Regions from separate parts of the Mus musculus genome. Here region 1 is linked to region 2. The links are chromatin contacts, called in public Hi-C maps. All regions are on one chromosome and are shown on one strand. The core of a region is the stretch at or near the end of the contact, and the rest is flanking DNA. Distances in the headings are between cores, read along the strand shown. Region 1 overlaps Gm32979 (a long non-coding RNA gene). Region 2 holds the start of 4930554I06Rik (RIKEN cDNA 4930554I06 gene).

Evidence for each region. A called contact is a pair of places that touch in the nucleus more often than the background predicts.
Region 1: a contact with region 2 is called in a Hi-C map of liver, with 6 times the contacts expected there. A contact is called at or near these places in 1 of 39 promoter capture datasets (liver), 15 of 484 Hi-C or Micro-C datasets (the AML12 cell line, cranial neural crest, granulosa cells and 6 more) and 8 of 130 datasets of targeted methods (CD8 T cells, the HPC-7 cell line, embryonic fibroblasts and 4 more).

Annotation. Positions count from the first base shown.
Region 1 is chr19:21,142,254-21,147,736 of GRCm38.p6, reverse strand. Gm32979 (a long non-coding RNA gene) reads right to left here. Exons shown (of 3, transcript XR_386592.4): 2 at 4,267-4,587; 3 at 1,298-3,890. Among named protein-coding and RNA genes, the nearest start is that of Gm32979, 7.7 kb to the right of the region's middle.
Region 2 is chr19:21,102,134-21,107,376 of GRCm38.p6, reverse strand. 4930554I06Rik (RIKEN cDNA 4930554I06 gene) reads right to left here and starts at 2,667. Exons shown (of 2, transcript NR_126458.1): 1 at 2,625-2,667; 2 at 1,839-2,384.

The DNA of each region.
Region 1 (5,483 bases), core at 1,652-4,151, 40 kb before region 2:
TCCCCTAATGACTCCCAGAACACTGGAAAACCTTTCAACAGGCTATCTCAGAGCAAAGTGAAGTGTGTTGCTTGTGAGGTAGGACAAGGCACAGGCACAGATCACTGTCCCATCCAAGGCTGTGGAGTGTCTCTGCTGTATACTGTACACTCTGAGCCCACGGGAACTGTGCATTTGAACACTGTATGTATCTTGTTTCTTTTTTGTTTGTTTGTTTGTTTGTTTGTTTTGTTTTTTTTCGAGACAGGGTTTCTCTGTGTAACCCTGGCTGTCCTGGAACTCACTCTGTAGACCAGGCTGGCCTTGAACTCAGAAATCCGCTTGCCTCTGCCTCCCAAGTGCTGGGATTAAAGATGTGTACCACCACCTCCTGGCACATGTATCTTATTTCTTGAAGAACAATTTATGGTTGGCCTTTGTGTCTCATTACAGATCAAGGCAGAACCTACAGGACTGGTCTAGAATACTCTCCTCACGTTCAGCTTCTCAGAGCAGCTTTCCTTGGCAAAGTTGCTGTCCTGATAATGTAATAGATTATTAACAGATTGTGTAATAAGGACATACAACATCAGAATCAACCCATTCACTCTTATCCCATTTAAATGTAATGGGCAGTGGGGGGAGGGGGAGAGAAGAAACTCACCTTGGAGAGGTTGTTATTGTAGACACGCCCTGGTAACCAGCTCTTCCTGAGTAACTGCTTGCTTACCTCACCCAGTCGAGGGAGCTTACCTTTCTGCGAGCTATTCTAGTTCTGCCCCTAAGACTCAAAGTCTCCTATTTTGGTATTTATGGAGAACACAATTTTGCATTATACAACACTAACACCTTACTTTTCAGTGAAGATACATACATATTTTTGTTTGTTTGTTTAGAGGGAATTTCTAGTGTTTAAATACATTTTTTTTCTAGGAGACTTCATATTTTAGTAAATGGACAAAAACCTTCTTTTAAAAAAATTATGCCAAGTACAGTCAGTTTGTTTTTCATTGCATTCCACTTCTTTTCTGGGGCATAGTATCACCTGTAGCCCAGGCTAGCCAGGAAATCACTATGTAGCCAGCCCAGCGCAACTTTAAACTTTTGTTGATTCTTTTGGTAAATGCTATGAATTACTAGGCCCATCATTCATTACAGTGAATGATACCGAAATCATTATAGCATAAAACACACAAAATTAATAAAGGGACAAAGCCAAGACTTCTACAAGTTATCTCCAAGGGTGATGGAAATTTGACAAATTCCATTTCCAGATCTCTCACTGTGGAGACTGAGGAGAGTCCAGTAACTGGTCTGTTGGCAGCACATGTGTGTGTCTGCATGTGCCAAGATAAAAAGCACATGTGTTTGTCTACAAGTCCAAAGATAAAACTGTAGACCACGGATCCCAAATTGATGTTTATTTTCATAGCCGTGATTTAATTTCCTAGTATGGTGTTTTACAAAAGTTAACTTGCTACAACCGTGTATAAGGTGGCAAAAGACATCTCCCTGTGGGGACTTTTGTAATCTCTTAAGAATTAGAAAATGTTAGCACCAGGCTTATAAATTTCAGTGGGAAAAGTGACTGGAGTTAGAGAGAGAGAGTAGCAGGGAGTGGGGCCCAGATTTTCCAATTGCCTGATCTTTCTGTACACTACTGGCCTGGTCCCCGTAGAAAGTGAAGTTTGAAGAAAATTCCCTTTGAGGAGCTTTTAGTGTGGTTGCTTATGGTCTGTGGATGGTGCCTTATCGTTAGGCAGGCTTCACATGCTGATGTATGGAAGATTTGAGGGCTCCAGTTGTCTGCATCTTTGAAACTAGTGGAGTTGAAGAGTCACAGTGGAACAGGCAGGAATTCTGTAGTCCTGAGAGTGCTGAAGACGGCAGCAGGCATTTTAGGAACACATAAGGAGGGACTGTGTAAGATTTCTATCATCCTACAAAGCAGCTTAAAATCTTCTATTTTTAACTTTCATTTATCCAATCCTTTTATTGATGTTCATTAGTAATGTGGTTCTCTTGGCTTTATTATAATTTATGGAGACTGCCATAGGTGGGCACAACACGGTCATAGATATTAACTAGAGTTTTCATCCATTTTACCTAAAATTTGCTGTTTGGACTTCCGAGCACAGCCTTTGGCCCCCTTCCTATCCTTGACTCTGAGGACAAAGTTTGTGAATATAAATGTCCTCAGATTGCATTTGTTATTATCACAAGGTAATGTGCACACATGGCAGTGAACAGCAGCCTTGGGCACTTAGCTTGACTTTCATGGGGAAAAACCTAAAACTAAAAACCTAAGGGATTATATAGCAATAACCCCAGCCTTGACTGACAAACCAGTAGACCTGTTTGAGGTTCTGTTCAGCCATAAATACTTGGTTTTCAATTACTTCAGTTATTACAATGCCTGAATTAATTAATCAAGCAACTTTGTGTGCTGGAAAGACATCCTTTTTAGGATGCTGTGGCTATCCATTCCTGTCCCTCGGTTGCCGCAGAGCTGTGAGACAGGTTCATTTCGGAAAGTTGAGCTCCTGAGGCTCTTCTTGCCTTACTGACAGTCTGAAAAGACGTGACTTCAGATCCATAAACGATGTCACCACTTCAAAGAGGTATAATCCCGTCTTTGATCCACTCCTCTAGCCCCTCGGAGGAGGAGGAGGATGTGTGAGAGAGAGTAGGGAACTGGGAGAAATGAGCCTTTGGGACAGGGGGAGGCTTGTCTCTAATTATCAGCTTTCCTGCTGCTCTCTGCCCACCTCTGGCTTCTAAGTTTCAGGTATAGGGAAGGATGACTCAAGGCTTAAGGGAGCCAGTCCCAGGAGCTGATACTGTTTTCCTGACCCTGCCTAAGCTACTCTGATCTTGGGTCATGACCTCAAACAGGAAGTGCTGCTAAGCTCCTCCAAACGCGGTATGTGAATGAGGGGGTGGAGTTTAGCACACACAAGCCCAGCTGCCAGCCGTTCATGTTTACAAGGGATCAAGAATTGGTCACTTAAGGTCAAGAATATATTCTTTCTTCTCCCTGCAGGCGTGCACAGTATTGTGTTACAGACTAGGAGAAATACGGACGTCAACTCCAAAGTTCTAGTTTTTCTTCTATGTTGCCTGAACGTACGTTTTGAGCTCCAAAGAACTTTGTGAACAGAGTGGCTTAAATTCAGCTCTGTCCACCTCTAATGAGTTTTCTAGAGGGAAATTTAAAGCCAAATCTTTAAACACACTCCTTCTGAGATACAATTAATATTTGGGAATAAATAGACGTTTGAACAAAGTAGTAGGAAACCACAGTTGAAGGGTATTTAAGAGGGCACGTCCAGCTTTCCTCCCGAGGACAGTGTGAATCACCAGCTCGCTCTGAGTCCTTCTTTCTGACCGGATTAATTTTCTCTCCTTCTGAGGTTTTGCTGCTTCAGGAAACCACACGTTTAGCCAAGAGCTGGTTTCCCTGGTTGTCAGTGGTCACAGTATCTGGTGTTAAAAAACAAAAACAAAAACAAAAACAAAAACAAAAAAACCCCTCTGTTCTCAGCTCACTATCAGGTAAGCTTCATAGCAGGGCTGTTCTCCGCAGTGTCCCAATTGGCATCCATCAGCTCAGCTCTGTCCACCTGTGCACATCAAGGAATGCCATTAATGCTTCTCTCATGAGGAGATTTGGGGAGGGAAGAGAGATGCTTTCCAGTTCATCTTTCTTTTCATTCATTTAAGCAAGTGTTGATCCCCATAAATTATTTATTCAAGCAGTGGAAGCTACCTCCCCAGGTGCAAAACAATCTTCTACAGGCTTGCTACTGCGCTGCTGAATGGGGGAGGAGTCAATACCTTTTAGGAGTTAGGAAGTTGTAAAAACAGGAGTCTTCTGTTTATGTATGGAAATGAGCTCTTGGTGAAATACACTGGAAACAAGAAAACGAAACCTGGTTTCACAAAGGGTATACATCAAATTGAAAAGAACAAAATCAACTGGTGATAAGACTTAGATTTGCTATGGACCCTTAAGGTTGAGAAGGGCTCCCATTTATGAGGGAACAGCCGGCCCATTCTTCATCTCATTACTAACGGTGTCTGCTTCCCACAGCTTTTCTGAGGGGGTCAGAGGAAGGTAAAGAAGGTGAATAGGGTGGACAAAGATGCACTTGGCTGTGGTGTCTACATGAGAAGTCTAGTGCCCCGGGACAGGCAGATATGTCACATACGTGGCAATAAATATGTTTGCCATGTTAATACATTGAGTGCTCACATCAAACTCTTAAGAATATAATATTCATTTACCTCATTCTGTAGTGAAGGGAACTGAGGAAGCCTGAGGTCAAGGGATATGTGGAAAGTCACAGAACTTGCTGGGAAGATAAGCTCAGATCCCCACATAGGTGATGTTGTTGGCTGTAAGGAGTTCCTTGCACACATGGACTTCTGAAAGATGGAGTTCTGTGTTTCACAAAGTCTAGTATGGAAGTTCACATGCCTCACCCCAGCCTAGAATGCTTCTTAAGATGAAGTTTCCAGCTAGTGTTTGAGCATCTCTGGGAATGTGGCCTGAGAATTCATGTTTAGTAGCTCTGTTCTCCACGTTGAGGTTGGTGAACTGCTGTCCTAGAAAGTGGTGAAGAAAGATGGACAGAAATGCCTTTTGTTTTCAGGACATAGTAGGGCACACTATAAACCTCTCCAGATTTTACACACACACACACACACACACACACACACACACACACACACACACTCTCACATACATACCACTTACAGGCACACTTTTACTTCTTCATCTCCAGATGGATATCTTTTACTTTTGTTCTTCTGTAGTTGCGTTAGCTAGAACATTTAGTTCAATGTTGAAGGAGGATGAAAGTGAACATCGCTGCCTTGTTTCAAATCTTCCAGCTTTTGAAGAGAAGATCTGAGAAGGTCATGGTTAATATACTGGAGATTCTCTTGTGAAACCCATAGTTTGGGATCTTTTGTTACTAACCTAGATTCTACTGAGAAAGACTTATGTACTAGAAGCACCAGGTTTACTTCTAGTTCTTTCAGACTGCAAATGCAGTCTTCTTAAGACCCATGTATAAGCGGATCTTTCTGGACCGTTAATGGACGATGGGAAGTCTTCATCAATTGGCACACAATGTAAGGAGTAGTAATAAGTCAGTGGTTTTCCCCCTTTGGAGGAGTCTTATTGCAATGCATGAGGAATATTTTCAAATTATGCACTATAATTGGCACTGAATCAAGATATTGCCATTTTTTTAAACTTTCTAGACCATTACAATCTACTGTCTGGTTAAGAAGAGCTATAGTATCGAAGCCAAAATCAAGAGGTAACAGTGATTCCTGAGTTCTGCCAAGATCCCCACAAATAGAAATTCACAGTGATGAAAAATAAAAGGCTACAGTTGCTTAAATTATTCCTAAACTAGTTGTTGTAAAGCAAACATCCAGAATGCTCACAGAGTCTGAGAATCAGGACTTCAAGCAAAACTTGGGGTGATATC
Region 2 (5,243 bases), core at 1,418-3,917:
GGTGAGCTCATGTGATCATTATAACAACCGGAGCTCAAAAGAAAAAAAAAATTAATTGTTTGCCTGTTACACATTTTATCTTACCCTTAACCCATTATTCTGCCTTGCTTTCTGTCCCTCCCATGAAAGCAAATTGATAAAAAATTATTTCCTATCTCATGTGTTTAGTCTCACTGTAGGTGAGATTTAAAAAAAATCACAACTGATAGATGGAAAGTGTGGTTACATATTTTCAATTTTTTTTAATCCTGCAATTACAGACTAGCAATAGAGCGCGTGCCCTTCCAGGTGCAAGCTTGCTTTTGCAAGTTAGGAAACATGGCCACCTGGCTGTTTGGTGCAGAGCCGAGGTCAAACCTAGGACGCTACCTTCATACACTGTGGTGATCGCAGAGACACACACAGGTTAATGTTTATGCCTGTTGACTCAGTGTCTCGAAGGACACGCCACCAAATCTTCACAGCCAGGCCCTTGACTGTGGTGTATTCTCTCCTTTAGCTTGTCTTATGTAGAAGGATGCGTCAGCTGAAGGCTGACTTCAAGGGCAGAAGAAATAGCATAGTCGAGCAGAACAGCATGTGTGCTCGCCTCTTCTTCCATGGCTGTACTTGGCAATACTATCCAGGTGTCCACGTCCAAATATAATACCTTGTTTTTCTTTTTCCGCTGAAGAGGAAACAAAGTCCTAAGAGGCTAAATGTTGCATGGGACTTTGTTAGCCAATTCAACATCTGTTTGCATCTTTAAAAAAAAATGACTCATATCTATTCCTTATAAGTAGGGCAGGAGGGCAGCTGGAATTTCCCAGCTCACTCTGTGTCACTGCTTCCTGCTGCTCTTTGTCCTCCCAGGCATATTTTATTGGCAAAAAGAAAAAAAAAAAAAGAAAAAAAAAAAAGAAACAAACACTGTACTACCTCGGGGCAGCTGCCTGCGCTGACTCACGCCTCTTCTGTTTGTGTTGGGAAAGCTGCGGGCAAAGCAAGGACCTTCCTTTAATTACAGTGTGAATAACCAAATGCATTCTGAAACTTTGTTACTCAATAGCTCACCCAGAAGGAACACTGATGGTATCCAGCCAATCAAAGGCCATCTGCCGACTACAATCGGAGCTTGTCACTGATGGCAAGACCCAGTGGGTGGATCATCACCAAAAGAAGGAAAAACATAGTATGAGTTGTGTTTCTATCTTAAAACAAAACAAAAGAAAACAACCCCAAACTGATCAAACAAAACCCCCATTCCTCCTCACATGTCCTCAACCAAAGCTGAGCATCTATTGGCTTGATTTATTCCTGAAACTTGAAAACCTATGTACTCAATTTGGAAGGAGGAAGGCAAAGGGGGTGTGTGGGAGTGGGGACAGACAGAGACAGACAGACAGAAAAAGAGAGACAGAGAAGGGAGGGGAGAGAGAGTGGGGGAGCAGGATCTACAAAATGGTAACATTGAACACCGGAAGAAGAAGAAGAGAGGACCTTGTGAAGATCTAGTCAATTCTCCTGACTGGGGTTCTCATTTTAGGACTCAATTTAACACACTGCCCTGCTCAACCTTTATTGTTTCATTTCCTATGCAACTTGTCTTAGACAGTGGCTTTGTTCTGATGTCTTTAATACATTCCAGTGATTCTCTATGTCAAACAGAGAAGGGGTGGGGCAAAAAAAAAACAAAAAAACAAAAAAACCCCAAAACAAAAAACAAAAAAAAAACCCTCAATGGATACAATTAAACTACCTCTACATGTTCAGATTTTTAAGATCCTACTTAATTGAGCAAGCTCTGTTTTGCAAAACTTAATCTACAAGAGAAGAAATAAAAATTTAAGTCAGTAAGATTAACTTCTCAGTTCATTCGTTTACTTTTAAATGTTGTATTCTGACCCAAAGCATTTCCCCATCCCTCCTGGGTGCTTTAGAAGAAAGTAAATCAGGCGTCTAAACCCAGAAACAAACTCCCGTGGAAAACCAAACCAAATCACGATAAAAACAAGACCAAAGAGAATAACAATAACAAAACTTTCAAATAGCCAGCATGCTTCTAGTTAAGCCAGCAAGGCCTCCGGGTGGGCAGACACAGGTACCCATGGACATTGCGGGTGAAGAGGTCTTCTCTTCTCTTCCTGGTTGTGTCCTGCCCACAGTGTAACCCTAAGCAAACACCCAGCACAGGCCATGGAGAGAAGCTGAGTCAGGCCTTGGCGATGGGCCTAATATCACATTTGAAGTGGGTTTTCTTAAGCACTGGATGAGCAGATTTACCCCTGGGGGTCTTCCCTTGACCCCTAGCTGGTCTTCCTCTTGAGAGCGAGGCTAGACTGTGGCTCCAAAGTCTCCCAACTTAAGAGTCCAGCCCAAGGTGCTCCGTTGCTTGTCCTTGGGTTCTACTGATTTAAAAAACAAAGATCTTCTCAAACCTTGCTTAAAATGGAACCTTCTGGATTCTATCTCCAGACACTACCCCTGTAGCAGCCCTGTGGTGGGGCCCAGGCATCCACCCCGAAACCACAGGTTGATATTCTGGCATTTCCTGGTTTGGCTCTGATCCTTTGGGGTTGTTTACCAGCCCAGCGTGCGCGAGAGCTGCAGCCTTTCCTCAGCCCTCCCCCATGCCAGTGACTCACTCCTGGGGTGGTTACTAGTGCCACTCTGGGCATTGAGGAGACTGCCTGCTCCCTTGATGCCTGCTGGCTTTACTGTTTGTTCCCTCCTTGACTTGTCATAGGAGAGTATGTTATTGTTCCTCTTGCTCCTGCTATCAGACTACAAGGACCAGTGTGGTTTGCATCACAGAAGGGGCGTGCCCTTGGTATTTTCCTGTTCTATCTACTGTACTCAGGTTCTATTATCACGTGATGGGGCGGGGTGGTACTGTGGCCTCCAATAGAACCTTGTGACCTCAAATACCCGCAGATGGTCCCCTCACTTGTTTTCTGAGTCATGAAGGAACCATCCGTTGATACAATCCGACAGTACTCCCGTTTTCTTCCACTTCTTGCTCTATCGGAATTCTGGGCAGCTCTTTCAAAGACTAAAAGTTTGTAGCTGCCTCAGATTATATATTGGAATCCTAGTCCCACAGAGGTGGTGTTAACAGATAAAGTCTATGGAAGGAAGCTAGGATAGGAGTGTGGAGTCCACATTCATGGAATTAATGTCCTTATAATCAAGGCCCTGGAGAACTAGTGACCTCTTGCACCATGAGAGGACACAGAGGAGGAGCCATCTATGACAAAGCAGGCTTCTTTAGAAATCAGTCTGCTAAGTGAACATCCTATCTTCCAGAACTGTGAGAAACAAGAATTGTTCCCCCCCCCCCAAAGCTATCTAGTGTATGGTCTTTTATAAGACATATAACTTATCCTTCTGATGGTTCTACATATGAGGACCTCAACCACTGACATCCATCTACCCACATTCCTGGGTATCTGAGGTAGCTGGGGGTTGTTGCAGTTTGAATGTGAAATGCCTATTGCCAGCAGTTGGTAACACTGTTTTGTAAGAAGGTTATGGAGTCCTTAAGAGAGGGAGCTTCACCAAAGGAATTACATCACTAGGTGTGGGACTTGACCTTGTAAGGGAATAGTCTAGGCTCAGGAAGCCCCAAGACCACGTTCTCTGCACAGTGGAGATTTATTTGCCCCAGAGGGACAAAGGCAGAGAATAAGAGACAAAGACAGGAGATAAAGGTCAAGGAAACAGGAGAAGGGAACAAGGGAGAGGAGGCAGGGGTATGTCCTGGATTGGGTCAGAGGACTACCTCTGGCTAGAGAGGAGACAGACACACAAGCAAAGGGCAGTTTATAAATGTAAAGGGGGAAACGCTGTGTTAGAATGAGGTGTTTAATTTTAACTGTACAGGCTAAGGGGCTTTTGATTGCTGGACTTCAATACTTTGATAGAGCTTGGTGGTCAGCCTCAAGAGGAAGAAGTAGCCAAATAAGAGAATAGACCTTGGAAGCCAGCTTTTAGGGATGTAATCTAATGGCCTTTAGTAAGGCAGAGAGAATGGGGGAAAGGACAAGACCAGGCAGAGTCACGTGTACCATGCTCAGGCTGGCTACAGTCCCTTCAGACATGGTGGAGTTTGGGAGTTTTAAAGGCTTGTTTGTTTGTTTGGGTTTTGTTTTTTAGTAGCAGTTTTTAGTCTGCCTTCTAATCCCTACATACTTTTAAGCTAGAAAATATGATCAACTGATTTAGGTTTCTGCTGCCGTAGCTTCACTAATATGGCTGACTGTATCCCTTCGAACTGTATGTCAAAATAAAAAATAAAACCCATTAAAGCCCATTTTTAAGTTGCCTTTGTCCTAACCAAGGCATTTACTCACAGCAACAGGGAAAATGATGTATAATACCTAGGTTTATCCACTAAGCTTCATTGTTTCACATTCAGGCTAAACTTAAAACTCATGACCTTCCTCTAAGTGCTGGGATTGTATTTCTTACAGAAGAGGACAGCTTATGTGCAACAATTACCCCTCACAGTTTTGTGAACTAGTAAAGAACTACTAAGGGACATGAAGCCAGGAAAGGGGCAACATTACAGTGTGATAGCCCTGTTTAGAATATGTTAAAAATCAAGTTCTAGCACCACATCTGGTGGCCCACCTGTAATCCCAACGTTAAGGAGGCTCAGACAGAAAGACTGCAACGTGGAGGTCAGTCTGAGCTATACGGCAAAGACCAAGGCCCCAAATAATAACAATAAATTCAGGTCTTAGAACATTCTCTAACACTCTCTAGCAATCAATGTTATTAAAGGCTTGAGCCTCTGTCTACTGTCCCACTGAGAGGATGTAGACATGTTAAAGGGTGGGGCCTTATGGGAGGTCTTCAGATCATTGGGAATGTGTCCTTAAAGGTACAGTACACTTTCTCCTTATTCTTCCTCTCTCCCATCCTAGCCATGAGATAGTTTGTTTTACCATACACTCCCCGCCATAATATAGTAGTGCCTTGTCACAGGGCTCAAAGCACACCAAAATCTACAAACCCATGAGCCTAAACTAAACCTTGCTTCTTTTATGTCACCCCACCCCCTCCAGTAATGGAAGGCTACCACTTAAATATGGAACACTACTTTTTAATAATAAATTCTGTTGTGATATATATATATATATATATATATATATATATATATATATATATACATATATATATACATATATAATTCTGTTGTGATATATATATATATATATATATATATATATATATACATATAACCTGGACATGATGGTACA